Linked DNA regions of Zea mays: region 1 is linked to region 2. A link is a contact called in public Hi-C data. All regions are on one chromosome and are shown on one strand. Each heading gives the region's core, a stretch centred on a gene start, on an enhancer-like site or on the middle of the called end of the contact. The rest is flanking DNA. Distances are from core to core; before and after follow the strand shown. Region 1 holds the start of LOC103634500 (transcription factor bHLH140). Region 2 holds the start of LOC100384354.

What was found. Hi-C and Micro-C count contacts between places; a contact is called where the count stands out from the background.
Region 1: a contact with region 2 is called in a Hi-C map of ear, with 2.1 times the contacts expected there. The contact joins the promoter of LOC103634500 here to the promoter of LOC100384354 in region 2. A contact is called at or near these places in 2 of 25 Hi-C or Micro-C datasets (ear and tassel).

Annotation. Positions count from the first base shown.
Region 1 is chr1:45,302,710-45,308,501 of Zm-B73-REFERENCE-NAM-5.0, reverse strand. It overlaps LOC103634500 (transcription factor bHLH140), which reads right to left and starts at 3,006. Exons shown (of 6, transcript XM_008656304.4): 1 at 2,831-3,006; 2 at 2,564-2,724; 3 at 1,159-2,114; 4 at 238-937; 5 at 1-136. The coding sequence starts at 2,888. It overlaps LOC100382352, which reads right to left and starts at 4,312. Exons shown (of 2, transcript NM_001175098.1): 1 at 4,209-4,312; 2 at 3,287-4,139. The coding sequence starts at 4,256. The coding sequence ends at 3,411. TRNAH-GUG (transfer RNA histidin (anticodon GUG)) reads right to left here and starts at 3,203; the gene lies at 3,132-3,203.
Region 2 is chr1:44,891,965-44,897,448 of Zm-B73-REFERENCE-NAM-5.0, reverse strand. LOC100384354 reads right to left here and starts at 4,150. Exons shown (of 10, transcript NM_001353417.1): 1 at 3,858-4,150; 2 at 561-2,924; 3 at 77-206. The coding sequence starts at 3,962.

The sequences.
Region 1 (5,792 bases), core at 1,757-4,256, 410 kb before region 2:
CTTCCTCTAGGAACTTATGTGCCCACTTCACCCCAGCTGAATGCATCCTCCTCAACAAAGGCAAGTGTTCTTTCTTGACATCTGCTAGAGAGTCAAGACCATCCATTCTAGCTATCACCAAAACATGCCTTTTGGCCTGCGTATATAAAGAGTTTTGTTAAAATGACAAGTGGATCACTGAATATCATTAAAAAGTACACAACAGAAAAGGTGTAATTAGAAAATTCCGTAATAAACCTTTGGATAGAGATCTTTCAGAACAACATATTCATCTGATGTCTCTAGAATAGAATCTGAGTTCTTGTATTTTTCTGGGTTCATGGCAAGTTCGTAAAGAGACTGAGCCCAGGATCCCCAAGTCTTACTGGTAACCACATCATTCCTTTTGTTGTCTACTTGTCTAGTTTGGCTAGGAGCAGCAGATGAAGTCATGGCATTATCATGGCAATTTGGAGCATTAACCTTTGTACACTCATGCTGTCGCTTTGCAGTCATGATGGGTTGAAACAACTTATGTTTTTTCATCCTTTCAGATTCATGGTTGTCCTCTCGCTTCATTTTTGTGTCATTGGGCGATATCCTTCCAGACGCTGACTTTTCTGCTCCAGACTCATTGTTCTGCTTTCCCATGTAGCTCTGCACAATAGATGCAAAATTCTCAAAAAGTGAAGTGTATGCTTCACGAAGAATCTTAGACCCTCTGGTATAGTCATTCTTAAGACAGTCTGGTCGCATTGGATTCATATTTGGCCCGAGCACATGTATGACATGCGTCACACCTTCCCGTTGATGCAGAGGAGAAGTTGATGGAAGTGGAACAACTACAGAGGTTCCTGGCCTCAGTGCATCAGCACATTTTTTAGTAGCATGTTGTAAAGATTCTCCAGCAGCACTATATATTGCTGTATTAACCCCTCCACCTCCAGGTTTTAGCCTCCTGCGTAAAAGGGCACAAATATCATCTCCCTGTGTGTAATAAGGTTACTGACCTTCTCCAAAAGCGAAACAGCCAGTTTGGTTCGCCCAGAAACATAATAACACAACTTGTTCAAAAAGAAGAAACATAACAACACATGATTCAACAAAAGGAAGATATTTAGACATAATGATTCCCTTATAGACAAGGAAACGTAATATTTAAATAACCAAAATCATTACCAATTGGCAGCATTACCAATCACGCTGCACTGAAGACCTCCTTTTGTGTGCAACTGAGTGATATCTCCCACGTATGTGAAAAATCTGTTGGAGTCGATGCTCTTCTTAGCAGCCTTCTGTTTGACCAATGACAAAATTCTTGATTTCTCACTCAGGTCTACAAGAACTAGTCTTATATTATCAAACTTCTGCAAGAAATTAGCAGCTGTGTCCACTATAATATCAGATGCTCTGTCAAGATCAAATTGGAAGTCAGCTGTAGAAATAGATGGAAATGCCAGAGTACGGGAACCAACATCACAATAATCACTTCCTTTAGCATGCTCTTCATTTTCCATCTTGTCATTTAATCCCTTCTCAACTTCCATGGAACAGGCAAAACCAGCTTCAACATTTTCCTGTTTTGGCAAAGGATTTTGCTGCGCTGGCTTTATTTCTGTCAATGCCTGCTTAGGTCCGCTAGATGTCTCAACAACAGAAGCATCAGTTTTCTTTAGAAACTTCATTATACCAACTTGTACGGGTCTTTTGCTCTTCTGACCAAAAACTCCTGATGGAAGACTATCTGAAGGCCCTAAACCATTATACAAGTCAACTGCTTTTTTAATGTCGCCATCATCATTACAGCACATGATCCGACTGAAACCTTCTGTGAGCAAGGGTGTCTCCTTCTTCTGCAGCATGCGGTTCACAACAAGGGCAGCCTTCCCACCCTGCAGATTTCCTTCATGGCCCTTTCGGCTCACTGCACGTGAGATACAGACCTTTGCAGGTAGATCCAGGGAGACAGCGTGCACATCTGCGCGCAATGTGCCTCCCAGCTTCACAAAATCAGCACGCTGCTCACGTTCCAAGTTGCAGCGGTCGACAAGAACACTCTTGCCCTCCTTCAAAGCATCTGATGCAGCCTTCAAGCACTGTATTTTTGTCCCAGCTTTGCCGTTCCCTATTGTATCCTGGATAACAGTAAGCACCAAAACAGAGTTCTGTCAAGCTGTGCCAAACTGTTGTGGCAGTTAATGAACAGCCGTTGTGAAACTTTAAAACACCATGAATAAAATTGTCTAGACAAAGTGCAATCCAAGTTGATTGGTAATGAAGACATTATTTGGGATTCTCTGCTTCCTTGTGTGCGATGCCCTTATTCTAACATACTAAATTGTTATTACAGTATTGATCAAATAAACAGTGAACAGTGAAGTAAACAATGAAGTCTCCATATGAGAGCATAGATGGACTCGCAAAGACGAAATTTCGACCAAATTTCAACTATTCAAAAAGTGTGTTTCCCAATTAAGTAGCAATTGTCTTGAAACACCACATATGTGGATGCAAGGGATAACTAGCAAAGGTCAGCACATTTGTAGGCATTGAAAGCTGAGACCAAGAGCGACGGAGAACCCACCTGGCAGACGCGAACCCAGTGGCGGCCGGCGGTGGAGCCGCCAACCACGGCATCTGCAAACGTGGACTTGCCGCTGCCCGGTGGGCCCACCAGTACCACCATCACCTGCTTGCGGCCGCGCTCATCCCCCTTCGTCTCCGCGCCCGCGCCTGCACCTGCACCTGCACCGACGGTTCGAGACAGCACGCGCTAGGGTTTAAGCGGCGACGGCGGGAGCTGTTCGATTAGGCGAAGGAAACGGAAAAAAAATATTTGTCTCGGGGGCACCTATGGCTGCCGACGGAGGTGGTGGAGCGGAGCTGGAGCCGCCCGCGTCAGAATCCATCTAGCAAAACGGAAGAAACCTGGTGTCCGATGCCGATGCGCAAAGGTGAGCGCGGAAAAGGCGAGAGACGGAGGAAGGGCCGATGGCCGAACGCTGAAGTGGAGGTAGCGACGCGGGAACAGGCGGGTTCTGGCCGTCCGCGGCTCAAGACGATCGAATCTGATACGTCGGTTACGCGACAGAGTCTAATCTGACGAGGGAGAAAAGAACAACGGAAAAAGAACAGTCAGGGCAAAAAATTTGTGTGGCTGCTGGGATTCGAGCCCAGGTCTCTACGGCCACAACGTAGAATTCTTACCACTAAACTACAGCCACATTGTTGTAAGATTTCATAACCACATTTATTAGTTCTATATAACATGACACCTGTTTCGTGCAATCACACATTTCTATGTTTTCTCGAAAATCTTCGGCAGACCAGTGTCTGTGGTCAATACAGTACATTACGAATACACACAATTCTCTCGTCTAGCACTGCATAATCGCCCTTTATCCTCCAATCAAGTAGAGACAGTCTAAAGGCTAGTACTCGTTGAAGTGTATGGCGCCGAGCTTCCACACGAGGAAGGCGGTGCCGAACATGATGGTGGTGATGAGCGTGAAGGAGACGAGGACGAGGAAGACGTCCACCCCGAACGGCAGCTCGAACGTCCACCCGTCCTTGGGCATCCCGCGCTTGCTGTCGTCGAACAGGTTGCCCGGCGCCTCGGGTAGGCGCGACCCACGCCGCCCGCCCCCGCCCCCGCCCCCGGCCTTCTTCGCGTCCGCCTCGCGCAGCGCGTCCAGCACACCGCTCCCGAACTCCGGTTTGGCCGGTTTCGACGAAGACCCTTTCACCGACGGCTCTGCGTACTTCCCCAGCACGCGCGCCGCCCGCAGCCGCTCCCGCGCCGTCAGCGGCGCCCGCTTCGGCGGCTCGCTCGGCGCGCTGCCGTTGGCGTCGGCGACCGGCTGCTGCGGCTGGCCGTTGCCGGGCGTCACCGGGGATCTCTCGGCGCTCGGAACGGGAGAGCCTGGGAGAGGAGGGGTGCTGGTAGTTCCTTGTGCCGCGGCCGGCGCCGCTTGGTCGTTGTCCGTGGCCCGCCGCCAGCTGGTTCTTGCATGCTTATTATTCCTCGCCGGGTAGCTTAGCCGGAGGAGCTCGGGTGGGAGCTTCTGGAAAGCTGCAGCTGCCGCCGCCTTCTGGAAAGGATGCCTCGAGCAAAAGATCAGCTGGGTGTAGTACGACGAAGATCTTGGCACTCCTGTTAGCTGTGCACATGACTGACATGAGAGGTATCATCAGGAAGCAAGAAGATGAGTTAGAGCAGAAGAGCTTACTTTTGCAGTGGCCCTGGGCAACGAGGAGCTGAGGCTGGTAGCAGCCATCTTCCTCTCATTCGCTCGGCCACAGCATTTTGTGCTCGAGGCCAGTGAAGATAGCTTTCGTCTTGAGGATGAGGCTGTCCACTAATCGGAAGCTGTGGCGACTGGATAGATCCGAGAACACGTTGGGCTTGGGCCGAATTTGTTACACGTCCGTCATCAACCGTAGGCCCAGAGGCCAGAGTTGTCTTTTGGCATACAATCAAATCGACAACAATTTGGAATAAAAAAGATCCGATGCCAATTCTTCCTTTCATTTGGAAGAACCTTTTATTGTAGCATGCGTGGTGTGGAGAGGATAAACATTCGAAGCTCTCTGGCACTTTTGTTGCAATATAACATACCTTTTTTAATTAACTGGTTTCTTTTTTTTCTTTGTGATGTGTAAAACTTATATCTTCTGCGTTTTTGAGTCGATGGCGTATACCTTTTTAAAAATTAACTTGTTTCTTTTTTCCTTTGTGATGAGTAAAACTTATATCTTCCGCGTCTTTGAGTCGATGGCGAAAAACGCATTACATTCTTTTCACATGTTACAAAGGCAACACCCTTCATAGTTATGGCTTCGGTGTAGGCTAAATTCAGGATTGTAATCCCTTAGGACCGGTAGCACATTAGGAATACGAGTTTTGTTCATTCCCTTAGAAATGACTTTGGTTCTTTTCCATTGTTGCTTACGTGATCGCATTGGAGCTCTGCATTTCCTTAGGAATAACTTCGGAACTATTTCACAATTATTTAGGTGATTGCATAGGAGCTCTGCATTACTTTAGGAACGACTTCGGGTCTTTTTCACAATTACTTAGGTGATTGCATAGAAGCTCTGCATTACCTTAAGAATGACTTTAGAGCTTTTTCACCATTACTTAGGTGATTGTATATGAGCTCTACATTCCTTTAGGAATGACTTCAGAGCCTTTTCACCATTACTTAGGTGATTGTGTGGGAGCTCTGCATTCCCTTAGTATCATCTGAGTTGCTAATGTCACCAAGTGGGTTCATTCCATCAATATTCAGTGTGAACCTAACATTCCTAGACTCTTTGCCAAAATCTAGGAACATGGCATCAAAACACTTCCACTATCGGGCATCGTTGAGGTGGCTATTATCCTTTGTGTGATCATCAGATGCATACTTGAACATCAGTCGAGCATCCTCAATGTTCTTGAATACACACCATAGGGGATCGATCATGGGCGGTAGGAACCACATTGACATGTATTATCCTCTTCTTGTAACATTCCTCCTTCTCATGATATGAGATCTACCTCTCACTACTCTTCTTGGACCTCTTCTTCTTCTTTGTCTCACCTAAGGACCCCTCATTGTTTGCATCCATGTGACACCCAACATTCCTCTCATATCGACTTGCGCTACAGTGTACATAGCTCTCTACGTTCACACACTTGGTGCCTCGATACATGATATAATGGTTAGTGCAAACATCATTTTGTAAATATTCAAAATCATTGTCTAAGCTACTTTGCACGATAGGTATTAGCAATCACTTTGTTATCCTCTAAAAGCATGGAACCATGG
Region 2 (5,484 bases), core at 2,901-5,400:
AAAAGAAAGTGAAAGAAATCAGCAATCACAATAAAAATCTGGAACATTTTATAGATAATTGTTGAAATAAGCATACATTCCCGTTCACACTGATCACAGTACACTATGGTCTTCTCAGTGAATTGGCTGATATCAGGATCATAATCACTCAAGTTACAAATACCGCATCTGCAGGATGGACAATACCAGCTTCCTTCTGGAATGGCCTACAAAAGCAGAATGCAACTGAAATATCTTTCCTAAAGCAAGTGTAAATAGAAAGAACTTGTGCAGAAATAACTGAAGAAACACAGGAATGATATAATGCACATGCTCTTCATCATACTCAAAAAAGAGAAGGAACATTTATCATAAGTTCTCACTACCAATATGATATGGATTGAGACTTGAGCAAGAATATTCATCAAAAACTAACAACCATATAACTAAAGCAAATGGAAGCAAAAACTGTCATGTTACCAGGCTACTTATTGGAAGCTTGCAAGTTGCAACAATAGAGGTACTAGCAGATTGAAACTAGAGACTAAGTAGATAGATTCACACATAGGATAATGGAGTACCTCTACCTCCAAGCCGACACAATCATAATGATAAGATGATGGGCAATTGTCACAAAGTAATAAATCCCCACCATCATGGCACACAGAGCATATCGAATCACTTTCCAGATCAGAACTACTCCCCTTCAAGCGCACATGCAGTGGATCTCTGGGCTTGTTTCCACCCATGAATTCAACTAAACACTGTGATAGGGACCTTCCATCCTTTAAAAACATATGAGCCGAAGGTAATGGTGTACTGCTCCCAGCATGAACCTCAAAATTCTCCACAGTGAATAATTCATTACAACACATGCATTTTATTCCATCTCTGCTGATGGAACCTTCCTTTATACCAGGTCCATCACTTCGCTTATATGTAACCTTATCCCTTGGTACCACAATATTTTTCTCTACCAACAAAGACAAAACTGTCTTCACGTGATGCCGACAGGGAAAGATCTGTCCATGTGAACAAAGAACTCGTGCACTGTTCAAAGAAACTGAAGATGGTTTTCTTTTCCTACATTTTCCATGATGTGCAGACAAGGTAAACATGTTGCTACATCTGTCTACAACAGGCATACCCTGTATTTTACTTGAATCCTTTAATCCACCGCTGAGTGCTATCAATTTTGATGGACGCATAGAACCATCAGCAGAACCATGGTTGGCGATTTTAATGTCTGCATCACTGTCCTCCTGATATCCATTTTCCAAGTAACCTTTACATGCTGCCACTAAAGAGCTGTAAGACTTGCCATGTGGAGCACCATACCTCAACTCCAATTTGTTTCTAGACTTTTTCTTTAACCAAAAATTCCACCCAGCAGATTTGAGAAACTTCTGAGCATTTGATCTCAACAGTTTCCTCCTCCTGGAATTTTGCTTATCAGTTTTCATATAGTCTATGTATTTTTCAAGAGCATCAGTTTTATCCCTTCGTTTACGTTTATTGAGCCTTGCCAGGCCAGTTGACACTGTCAAATGAGCACCTTTTGCTGCTGTCCGATAGCTGGGCCTGTCATCTTGTTTAACGCCTCCAACTATCAAACTGCATATTACCTGAATGATAGAAACATAAGTCTTCCCATAAGGTGACTCGTACCGGTATCTTGTAGTGTGTTTATGATGGCCATTTTCTTGAATTTCGTCCTTTTTGAACTTAATACTCCAACCCAGTGCCAATAGATGCTTCTTCAGCTTCACACTCAGAGTTCTATCAATTGTCCTCTGAAGGACAGTTGTGCCATCTTGATAACTAGCAAGAAGGGAAACTATCTGTGGGGAAAATTCAGCATCCAGTTGAACCAATTCCCAAGATCTTGATGGGCTCGTGATCCATTTATCATTGGACTTGTTCTTTACCAAGGCAAGATCCATGTGTGTCTGGTTGTAGCATGCATTCTTGTGCACCAGACTCATACTGTCTAGATGCAAATTTTCTGTATGATCATATTGGTAACCATTTGCTTCTTTTGCAGCCAAACACGCCTGGCATGCTCCTAGAAAAGATGGAAACCGCTTACCATCAGGTGAGATGTAAAACTTGTTCTTAGGTCTGTCATCCAGAAAGGTCCATCCTGAAGATTTAAGGTGTTGCTTTGCCCACTCTTTTTTGATAAGAGCATTTTTCCTATTATTCCGATAGCATGAGATGTATTCTGATAATGCTTGGAATGGATCCAGCCTATCCAAGACAGTGGTCTCAACTGTATCCTTCTGAACTGCTTCCACTTGATATCCATCTAGGGTAGGCTTGTCACATAGAGACCACAATTCAGCAATGACATCTGCAAGTGATCTCTCCCAAAAATCTTCTGTTCCACACATCCACATTTTGGCATCAGTCTTAAAAGAAGGTTTGGATCTTAAGTCAAACCATATCTGCCTGATTGACACAGGTAAACCATCTCTCTCTTCATGTGACAAAAGTATCTGCAGAAATGACCAGATTCCACGTGGTTTCCATTCCCCTGTAGCTTCATCCCAGTCTTGAGTAAGACGTAGCTGATCAACTTCTATAATGCATTCATCACCTTCATCAGGGAAAAGGACTTTCCTTTCCATAGAGCCTTCAGCATGATCAGCAATAACACCTTCCCAGTAGGAACTTTCTATGAGTGCGTCAACACAAAGTCCATAGCTTGCATGAGACACCTGCAGTGCTTGATGTGGACACATTGGCCTAATGTTGCCACGAATGAGTTCCTCAGGCATACTTGACTTACCATCAATGGCATCTGACACTTGAACATTCTCAACAAGAGGTGACCCATTTTCATCAATGAAATCAGTATATCTGACTGCGCGAGCATTTTCCAGAATACCAATAACAATAGCCTTATGCCAGGAGCCACGTAGTCCTTGATCACAACTCAGCACCTACAGAATAGAAAGACCTCAATGAATATCTCGGGCAATTCCATCCACAGTTTGAGGGCACACATAGTGACAGTGCAAAAAGAAAACTAGGGGTTAGCATATCCCATAATCATCATAAAAACAATGAACACATTGGAATCCTGAAGGAAACACAATTACACAAGGGGTGTGTTAAACGGGATAGTAAAACGTTACTATTTCATTAACAGACAGGTCAAATTCAATCGGTACATGCATCAAATTGGATCGCAAAAGAATAAAAAGTGATATATCAATTAAGTAATTCCTACCTAACTAATACAAGGGTGCCCAATTGGCAGGCATCAATTGCCAGCCCACAGAGGTAACTGGCATCAGCCACAAATCCAAAGAAATATACCTATTACAAATTAGCCACCTTGCTTAGATGTCAATAATAATACTACCCGAACTCACTGAGGGATGAAGCGAGAAGCCAAGATTCTGAACTATCTGCACGTGAATAAAGAAGGCTCACTGCCGCATCGCTGTTGCGGCTTGATAGCCATCTATGTGGCAGAACCTTCTACTAATATTGTCGCATTTCCGCATAGGGGAGTTAAGGTCGCTCCAAGTCACCAACCACCCAATATAAACTCCGCAGAGCAACTAAAAAATACATGGAAATACGTAATTAAGCACCCACTTCGCCGCAGATTAACAAAAGCATGTTATTCCTAACCAATAACCACCTGGATGCCCTCGCGATCATCCCCGGCAGCGGAGCGGCCGATGCTCGGTATCAAGGTTAACCGAGAATCGCCTGGTCACGACCCTGATCATGGGCGGTGACCTCAAGCATTGGAAACGCAATAAAATCGAAAACCCAGGCACCCTGCCCATCACCCGCGGACCATCGCCCTTAGCCGCAATGCGGTGGACCTCATCGCAAACGACGGCGCGGATGGCGCTCACCTCGACGACTTCGCCGACGAGGAGCTTCCTCCCGTCCCGTGCAGCCGCGGCGGCGGCAGGGGGCGACGACTTGCGGCGGCGCTTTCTAGCCGCCCCGCTCGCCATTGCGGAGCGCGGCTGCGGGGACTGGTGGGTGGGGTAGGGTTCAGTGCTTGTCGAATGGTGAGTGCCGCAGAATTGGGAGGTTGGACTAGTAGTCCCGGGATACGGGGAGGAGCCCAAGAGAAGGCAATGGAGGCGGCGGAGGACTATAGAGGGGGAGAACGAGAAGAGGAGAGAAGGTTTCGTGCTGTGGGAGGCGGTGGCGTTTGTTATGCGCGCTAGTTATGGACTGCGTAAAGTCGTGCGATTTTATTATCTTGGATTTGATTCGCCCAAATTTGAGTTGTTTCCTTCGTTTTAAACGGTGGGTGAAGCATCTTTAATAAAAAGTGCTAGTTATAAAAATTAAAATAATACATCATTTACAATATTTGGGACCATAAAAAACATTTATAGCTACAACCTTTGAGTCATATTATATTATTAAGAAATAGATCACGTCATTTAGAAAATAAAAGGTTATAAATACCGTATAAAACAAGAATAGAGCTCTAGCATATAAGGTCCTCTAATATCGCTCTAGAGCAAAACTATATTACGGAGCTGACCAGAGCCTGCCAAACAACCTAACTCTATATTTGTAAACTTTATAGAGTTTTCAAAGCTGTTGTACAATTTTTGGAGTATCTCTTTTAGTGCTTCGAAAACTCTAAAAAAAAGCAACCTAGATATAGAGTTTGGAGTTATTTATACATCACTGCTTATGAGAAATCAACCTAAATTCTGAAGCAGAGCTGCTCCATCTAGAATTTTGGAGTAGAATTTCTCAAAGGTGGGGTAGAGTTATACTAAACACCCTCTTAGAATATGAGAAGCCGAGTAATATAATTAGTTATAATTTTTTGTGAAATAAAACCTTTGCAGAAGTAGCTTTTTAGTGTTAAAATCATATATTTCAAAATACAACTTCTCCTGTTCGACATGCGTGGAATCTGTGTTCTTTTGTCTCTTTTATTTATTATATAAAATGGAAATGTTTATATAAACTAGTACTTTTTGGGAACGCACTACTTGTGTTGTGCGTGTATACCGTCCTAGCGCTGCTTGTGCTTGCTGCACGGCTTCAGCCTTTCAGCGTTGGCAACTTTTGCATGAAGGATCAGATGACCCGAAAAATCCAAATTGGAGAGAGATAGAGGAAATAAAATATTGCCCGCAAATGTCAAGATCGTCCTCATTCGCGTTGCTTTGTACGTTTCGAGCATGAGGAGAGAGAACCATTGGGACGTTTGTGCATGTGCATTCATTTAGGATTTAGGTTACTGACAGTTCGTTTCAGTTGTTAAGACTGCCACAACTATAATTTATAAAGATAAAATATTTTATAAATAGTAGAAGTTGGTATGAATTAAAATTAAACGAACAAGTTAGCGCATGGTCCTCCTGTCTCCCTCTCTCCTGCATGCCGACAATAGGAGCACCGTGAAGGCCACACCGGACGCCCTACACGGCGGTATTTTTCTCTCCCTCGTTCTATGTGGTGAGCGCTAAACATCATGTCGATCTCGTGTTTTATGCCTATAAG